Regions from separate parts of the Mus musculus genome. Here region 2 is linked to region 1. The links are chromatin contacts, called in public Hi-C maps. All regions are on one chromosome and are shown on one strand. Each heading gives the region's core, a stretch centred on a gene start, on an enhancer-like site or on the middle of the called end of the contact. The rest is flanking DNA. Distances are from core to core; before and after follow the strand shown.

Region 1 (3,659 bases), core at 547-3,046:
CCAGTGCCCACATGGTAACTCACAACTATCTGTAACTCCAGTCCCAGGGGGATCCAACACTCTTTCCTGGATGCTGTGGGCACCAGATGCACATGTGGTCCACAGACATGCAGACAAACACCCATACAGGAGGGAGGGAAAAAAAGCTAGGACAGAGAAACAAAGAGAGATACACTGAGACATAAAAACAAGAACAGCAGATATAGAGACGATAGAGAGACAAAGGTAGACACAGGAAGGCAGAGACAGCCAGAGACAGAGGAAGTAAAAGTGGAAGCCCACTAGTCCTAGGGTCCTTTGCCTCTAATAATCTCAGCTGGGCTCAGGACTATGAATGGATTAGGTTGGCCTGCTTTGTCTCAAGAGGTTAACCCAGGGTCTTCTATGGGATTGCTGACAGAAGGTCAGGTCCATCTGGTGGCGTGGCGGGGAGAAGAAAAGCAGGTGAGAAGTAATGAGTCTGTCTTGCTGTGGCCCTTGCTTTTGCTAGCTACTATAGACTCCGAAAACACAGAATGAGCCAGACTGGGCACATCTGTGTGCAGGTGACCCCATTCCACAGGACATCAGTCCTGGGCCTGAACAAGGCTCTGGGCATCAACCAACCTTACCATGAGTGTGGTGGGTGAACTGAGATGGACAGTGCCAGTAGGAAGGGCACTGGGAGACTTAACTCTTCTGTGTCTGATGTGAGTCATGCCCAACTTCCTAAATGATCCTCTCCTCCTAGGCATATGCCTGTGTGCAGTGCAGGCACTTCACCAGTGGGATCAGACAGTATCCTTAACTCCAGGGCCCCAGGCTGAAGTCAGGGCAGAAGGTGTGGGGCTTAACACTTTCTCTTCTTGTCTCCACTCCAGCTCCGTTCCTGGTCTCTTCTACTTTGAATCTGCTAGGTCAAAGGAACAAAAACTGATAAAAGCAAGTCTGGAATGGACCCTCCCTTACTCCCCACCCCTAGCCCTCGAATTCAAGCCACCAAGCACCCTGGGGCAGCTTTGGAATGTTGGTGAAGGGGGAATACTCATGAGGCAAGAAGTTTCACTGAATTGGGTGAAGGTCAAGAACAACCTAATCCTTAAGAATGACTCAGCCAGGAGGAACATTAACAGTTAAAGCAATGGCCATCAGCACTAGACTCTGCGGGTCAGGAATTACCACCTGGCTAGCCAGAATAAAAAACAGCTTAGGTGTCCCCACATGCTCTGACTTCTGCGAAGACGATTGCCTCACAGAAGCCCCCCAGGATAACTGCAGGGATACCAGGCCAACCTTGTGGCCACTGGGCTCTGCAGTGCAGCTGCCGCAGAGTTGAAATCCCGGTGCCAGGGGAAGGGGCGGCCTAGAGGCGGGGCTGTGGCTGTCTCCCAGGAGCCCCCGCCCATCCATGTCCGCAGTGACCTTCAGGCGTCCCTGACTGACTGGGGTTTCTATCCCACCAAAGCCACATTTGGCGGCTCTGCACACCGGAGAAGCCTGGATGTGTGGGCCTATCTTGCTCGATCGGGGGTCTCGGGCTGTGCTCGCCTTCTCCCGCCCTGCCAGCAAAGAGCAAAGAAACCCGGTCAGGAGCAAACGTGGTTGGTAGATTAGGGATGGTGACCCCATCCCTGCATTCTCCCAGCGTTTCAGGAGGGCGCTTCAGTAGGACTTCAGGAGGGTCTCCAAGCCGGTGTGGAGAGAGTGGCCCAGGCCAAAGAGGGGCCCCTAATGCAGCTGTCGCGCGCGCCAGGCCAGGATCTGGGAACCGGGGGCGCGGCTGCCCCCCCTACCTCCGCCGAGCCCCGCCCTCCTCGTCATGCGGGACGCGGGCGGGGGCGCCTCTGAGTGACGCGCCCTCCTCGCGGTGTCCTTCAGCCGCCGCAGCAGCACAGAGCGCCACATGGACCCCGCCGGCCTGAGAGCGCGCTGCTGTTGATCGTCCACCTTGGAAGGTAACCGGCGCCCTAGCAGCCAGTCCGACCTTAACCGGCTCCCTCCTTTCCCCTTCCCAGCCCAGTTTTCTTCCCGACTCCTGGGCTTCCCTTTCTGGATCCCCGCTTTCTAGCCGTGGGTCTCCTACCCATATCCTAGGTTCCCCTACTCTTGGTTCCTTGTCTTTCAGACCCAAGGTTGCTCAGCCTGAAAGGCGCTGTCCATCGTGAGGTGCTGAAACGGCCCTTGATTCCCTTTCCCATAGGCATCTTTTTTCTTTCTTTCTTTCTTTCTTCTTTCCCTGGCGCGCTCCGGCCTGAGGCCGTGCTCCGGTCGGGCACCTCGCCCAGCAAAGCAAAGGGTGCGGCGGCCGCGAGAGAACGGGATGCCTTGGTCTTTGCGGAATCTCCGCAGCGTCCTAGCCTCTCTACAGCTGGCCCTGCGGAGCCCCCATCCCCCGATTCCCGGAAACAGAGAGAAGTTTAGAAGGCAATTGGCTTTGCTGCAAAGGCATCCCTGAACCCCTAGCTTCTCGGACACTCTTCCTGCCTGGCACCCCTTCGGGTCTCATTCCGCAGAGAGAAACCTGTGAAACACTGGATCCCTCAGGACCAGGTTCCCTGATAGGAAAGACTCTACAAAGAGGGATGTCTTTGCAGCTGTTGGCATTACAGAAAGCACCTTTCTAAATGCTGCTGGCACTTTAGTCCACGCTGGGCATTCTGACTTGGGTTGCCCTACCCCATGCAGAAGCAGGAGTGGGTCATCTGTTTCCCCTCCCACTGGAAGACGGGGACTCCATCCAGGGCCAGTTCTGCTGTGGGCCTCCAGAGTCTCTCTAGAGACAGATATAGTTGAGACTAGTCAGAAGTCATAAGGACCTTTCCTGAGGGACATTCATGGACTTGTCTCTCCAATTCTTCCCCAGAGGGACCCCTGCCCCACAGCTCCAAAACTGCCAAGGAGGCTGAGCAGCCAGAACCTGGGTGCTACAGCGGAGCATTGACCTTCAAATGCCCCCTGGGCTCCACCCCCGCTTGAGGAGGCTGGCGCCAGTCTCCAGTAACTGGTGGCCCCAGGTTGTGAGCTGCAGTGGCATCTAAAAGCTTCCTTCAGAAACCCCAGAAGAAGCAAGATAACTGTTGGTTTGGCTGGGCTCTGAACCCTGCCATCCTGGTCTGGGTGTGGGAACAAAGCCTCTCACCCTAGACTCTTGGGATAGTGGAGAGGAGAGCAAGGAGTAGATGAGGGTCTCAGGAAAGGTTGGTCAGGGTACCTATGACCACCTACTCTCTCTAGGCAGAAGACCCTGACCACACTTGAATGTGAAATCTGACCCCGGGAGTGGCTCCTGAGGAACCAAGCCATCACCATGGAGTTCGTGATGAAACAAGCCCTGGGAGGTAGGAGGTGGGCAAGGGGGGGGGCGCATGGGTTTGGGCCTCCAGCGATACACAGACACCTGATACTCAGAGAGACATGTCTCCACCACTGCAGTGGCACGAAAACACATGGCTGCATGACCACTTCTGACCTCACGCACAGGCTCTGCAGATGGTTGCTTACACTCTGAACAAGCCTAAGGCAGTCCCCCAGCCCAGTACTTTTGAATCCCCTGGTGACTCAAGCCTTGGGATTTAATATGAGATATGGGGAGGACGTGCTGTGTAATATGGCCCCATGTCCCCATGCCATGGTGCAGTGGAACCCACTGGTCATCCTGAGACACATCAAGAGCCAAGCAG
Region 2 (3,659 bases), core at 736-3,235, 160 kb after region 1:
ATGGGTAGGCCTGGGAATAGAATTAAGGACAACTCTGCAACTTCATCTTACCGCAGAGCAACACCACAGAGCAACTTTGGTGTGGATCAGGGCAATAGAAAGGAGAGAACCTGCCTCAGGCTCAGGGCTACGTGTAGGCACTGCTTTGAAGATTCCCTGAAGGTGGGTGGGAGGGGGAAGAAAAGGGTAAGGTGGGAATGAATGAAAGAAGGCAGGAGGAAGCGTGAGAAAAATTAGGAAGGGTGGGTAGACCATGCGCCCCAGAATTAATGATCTGTCACAGCCTCCCCTATATACCAAATTTCTTGCTTTGTTGGTAATTTATGCTCCATTTGGCTCATGGATGACCCATTTCTTAAAAAGGAAGCAAAGTGAAGGCCAAGATAATCCTGCAGATTATTCTATTCAGGTCGCTGGGCAGGGGCCTGTTTATAACAGATAAGTATAAGAGGATTGCAGCACCCTCCTGCCCAACCTTCCCACTTGGCCAGGAGTGAAGGTAGCACACTGCCTCTGGGGAATCTGTCCAAGAGGGGACCTTCTCCCATTCTGGGATTCCCCTACTACATGTTGTTGACCTATGTAGCAGGTGCTGAGGCAACCTGGGTATCTTGGGGAAGAAAGAGGAAAAGAAACAGAACAGGCAAGGAGAGGAAGACTGTCCTCCAACCCTCTGTAGAGCTCCCTAATCCATGGAATACATTTTTGACCCCTTTCTGAGCCTCCCTGGCTGTTGTCACACCCATATCTACGGGTACCTCACTCACTGTGTCCCACAGTGCTTCCCACCCATAGGAGCTCTGTCCTGGTTATACCTGCCACAAACCAGCAGCTTCCATGAAGTCTGTGTCAATAAATCCATTCCCAACCTGGACCCTGAATCTCTTGTAACTCCATTCCCATCCTCTCCTAGATCCCAGATCCTCTGTCTCCAGGACCAGCGTGGTTCCCTTTGTGGGTAAAGCTGCTTCTGCCATGGCTGGGGATTTGGGGCATCTGGCCTCAATACCAGCCCTGGCCTGATCACTTCAGACCTCTACGCAGACAACCATAGTTATCCATGGAAGACTCTTCACACCTGATGATCACTGAAGCTGCCCTGGGTCCTCACAGTGCTTATCATGCATAAAGAAGGCCTGACCTTGGCAAGGCCAGAGGCTGACTCTGAAAAGCCTCCACAAGAAAGTCTCTTAAATAGTGTTTCTGTGGCAATTAGGCAGTTTGGGGGAGAACAGGAGGGACACTTTAAAGCGCTCTTGAAGCCCCCCCCCCCCCACCTTAAACTGGAAAAACTAGTCCTGGAAGGAAAAGACAGGAGGCTAAGCACGGTGAGGAGATAGGACAGGCAAGGGTGAGCTGCAAGGACCTTGGCTCTGGACCTGAAGTCCTTGTGAAATCTCTGGATGCTGAGGCAGAACACACCTCTGCACCATAGCTGGAGAACACCCACCTCTGCCACATCCTGCACGTTTATCATCTTCTTGGTCTGAGCCACATGGCCCACAATCCCAATGTCCAGGGGGAAGACGATCTCAGAGTCAGGGGGCACCAGGCAATCCTCCAGAAGGCTGTCAGGCTGCACGCTGAAGAGCCGCGTAGCAAGTTCAGCTATGCCATTGCGCTGGCGGTACATAAAGAGGCTGCAGCGGTCGGCATGCAGGATGGTGCAGAGGCGCCGCAGGATCTTGAAGACCACACGTTCCATATTGACACTCTCCTGCATGTCCTGCACCAGTTCAAAAAGTGCTGCACTCTCTTCCACCTGGCACAGCTCTCGCAGGCTGCCACAGTCCGCCAGCCAACCATCTTCACAGGCCCCTGCCACATTTTCAGGGCTCAACTTCTTCCCAAAGTATTGATGGGCAAACGTGGGGTTCCCATCCAGGAAGCTGCGTACCTGTTCCTCACTGAGGCTCATGGTGTTCCTGCTGCTGTGCCCGGGGCTTTCTCCACCCCCAGGTACACATGGATTCTGCAAACCCTGTTGTCAGCAAAGTCTTTCTTAGTGATGATTAGGGAGCCCAGGGGAGGCAGCTGACTCATACCACATGAGTGGCCCAACCTGTCTCTGCTCAGAGACCCGGAAGTCCCAGCTCGCCTGAAATATTGACTATTTGGAATTGGGGTTTGGGGTAAAGCTAGGTGGGCTTCCTGCTTGTTACAGGAGTTATGGGCAGTTAAGAGAAGGAATGTCATTTCTGATGAAACGGGTCCTGAGACTAGGTAACCCCACAAGCACACATTATGACCCTCTTTGCTTGGGGAGCTGCCGACAGATTTGGGTTGGTCCAATAAAAAGTCCCTGGTCTTCCTTGGCTCAGGTACCCTGGGAAGGTGGTGGGCCTTCCAGTGGTGCAGTTGACTTCTGAGGCAGGGGGTGTGTGGAGACGTCCCTGCCTGGAAGAAAAACAAGTATGAAGATTTTTAGGCAGACTGTCCCTAGGATACTTGGATAGAAGTTGCTTCTCACTTTCTTCTCCATCTTTACTTGTTATGGAGAGCACAGGTCTGGAGTAAACAGCCCTCTGCAGCCATTTGGCTATCAATGGCAGGAGGGGCTCAGGCTGAGCAGCTGCCTGTTATAGACTCAGGACTTTCCTTTTTGATATCACCAGCTAACAGGCCCCTGGGCCCACATGTTTTTTCTAGAATCTCTCTGACTCTCTGTCTCTGTCTCTCTGTGTGTATGCCTCTCTGTATATGTCTCTCTTTCTGTGTCTATCTCTCTCTGTCTCTCTCTGTCTCTCTCTGTCTCTCTGTCTCTCTGTCTCTCTATCTCTCTGTCTCTCTGTCTCTCTCTCTTTCATGGATTAGACCCTTCCTCAGGGTTTATAAAGTTCATATGACACAGTGGAATTACACAGAGTGTTGTGTGAGCCAAATGTGTGGAAGTGTTTTACTTTCTCGAATTTAGAAACTTGCTCTGAGCACATTTATTTGTGTTGCTAGATTCTTGTCCTGTATCCATCCCCAGGTGCACTGTGAGCACTGTTTTACAGATAGGCAAACTTGATCGATGAGGGTTTGTGCATCTAGATGACAGTAGGTGTCCTGGTGTTGGTTTCTATGGCAGTCATGATGTGACGGTAGGAAGAAGTATGGTTCAGATTAATTTCTGGTGTCTGGATATTCTGCTGTAGCCAGCCCTGTGCACTAAGCACTAAGGAGATCACAGCATCTGTGGGTGCAGAGTCTGTGAGTGCATTACACAAGTGTGCTTGCCTAAGCGTGAGATCACATCAGTGCTGATGGACAGAGGGAAACCTGGGGATAAAGAAGTCTGTCCATTGTGTGAGCTGATCCAGGGCACCCAGCCTGACCTCAGAGAGGAGAGTGGATACATTAATTGGAAGGATTTCTGGGCTTCTCTCCAGGTGAGACCAGAAATCAAATCATGGACCTCCAGGACTACCTGGGAGCTTCCTCATTTGCCTCTTCTGTGTATACTTTCCATCAGGGTCTAGTGTTTGGGTGTAATTTCGGCTTTTCTGCATCAGCTGGCAAGGTGTATGTCTGCTGTACACATTTAGTGACTTCTCAGCTTTATGCACGTTTCCAGGAAGGATAGGTTGACTAACCGCACAGCTGTGTGTATGCATGGGCCTAGCTGAGTGTAACAGGGCCCTGTACCCACAAATTCTTTGCTGAGTCACATACAG

The links. A called contact is a pair of places that touch in the nucleus more often than the background predicts.
Region 2: a contact with region 1 is called in a Hi-C map of the G1E-ER4 cell line, with 1.9 times the contacts expected there. The contact joins the promoter of Pde6b here to the promoter of Cplx1 in region 1. A contact is called at or near these places in 6 of 39 promoter capture datasets (embryonic stem cells, liver, neural stem cells and 1 more), 2 of 484 Hi-C or Micro-C datasets (both in the G1E-ER4 cell line) and 3 of 9 other capture datasets (adipose tissue, embryonic stem cells and liver).

What each region holds. Positions count from the first base shown.
Region 1 is chr5:108,548,164-108,551,822 of GRCm38.p6, reverse strand. It overlaps Cplx1 (complexin 1), which reads left to right and starts at 1,796. Exons shown (of 4, transcript NM_007756.3): 1 at 1,796-1,934; 2 at 3,214-3,317. The coding sequence starts at 3,287.
Region 2 is chr5:108,386,699-108,390,357 of GRCm38.p6, reverse strand. It overlaps Pde6b (phosphodiesterase 6B, cGMP, rod receptor, beta polypeptide), which reads right to left and starts at 1,985. Exons shown (of 22, transcript NM_008806.2): 1 at 1,451-1,985. The coding sequence starts at 1,918.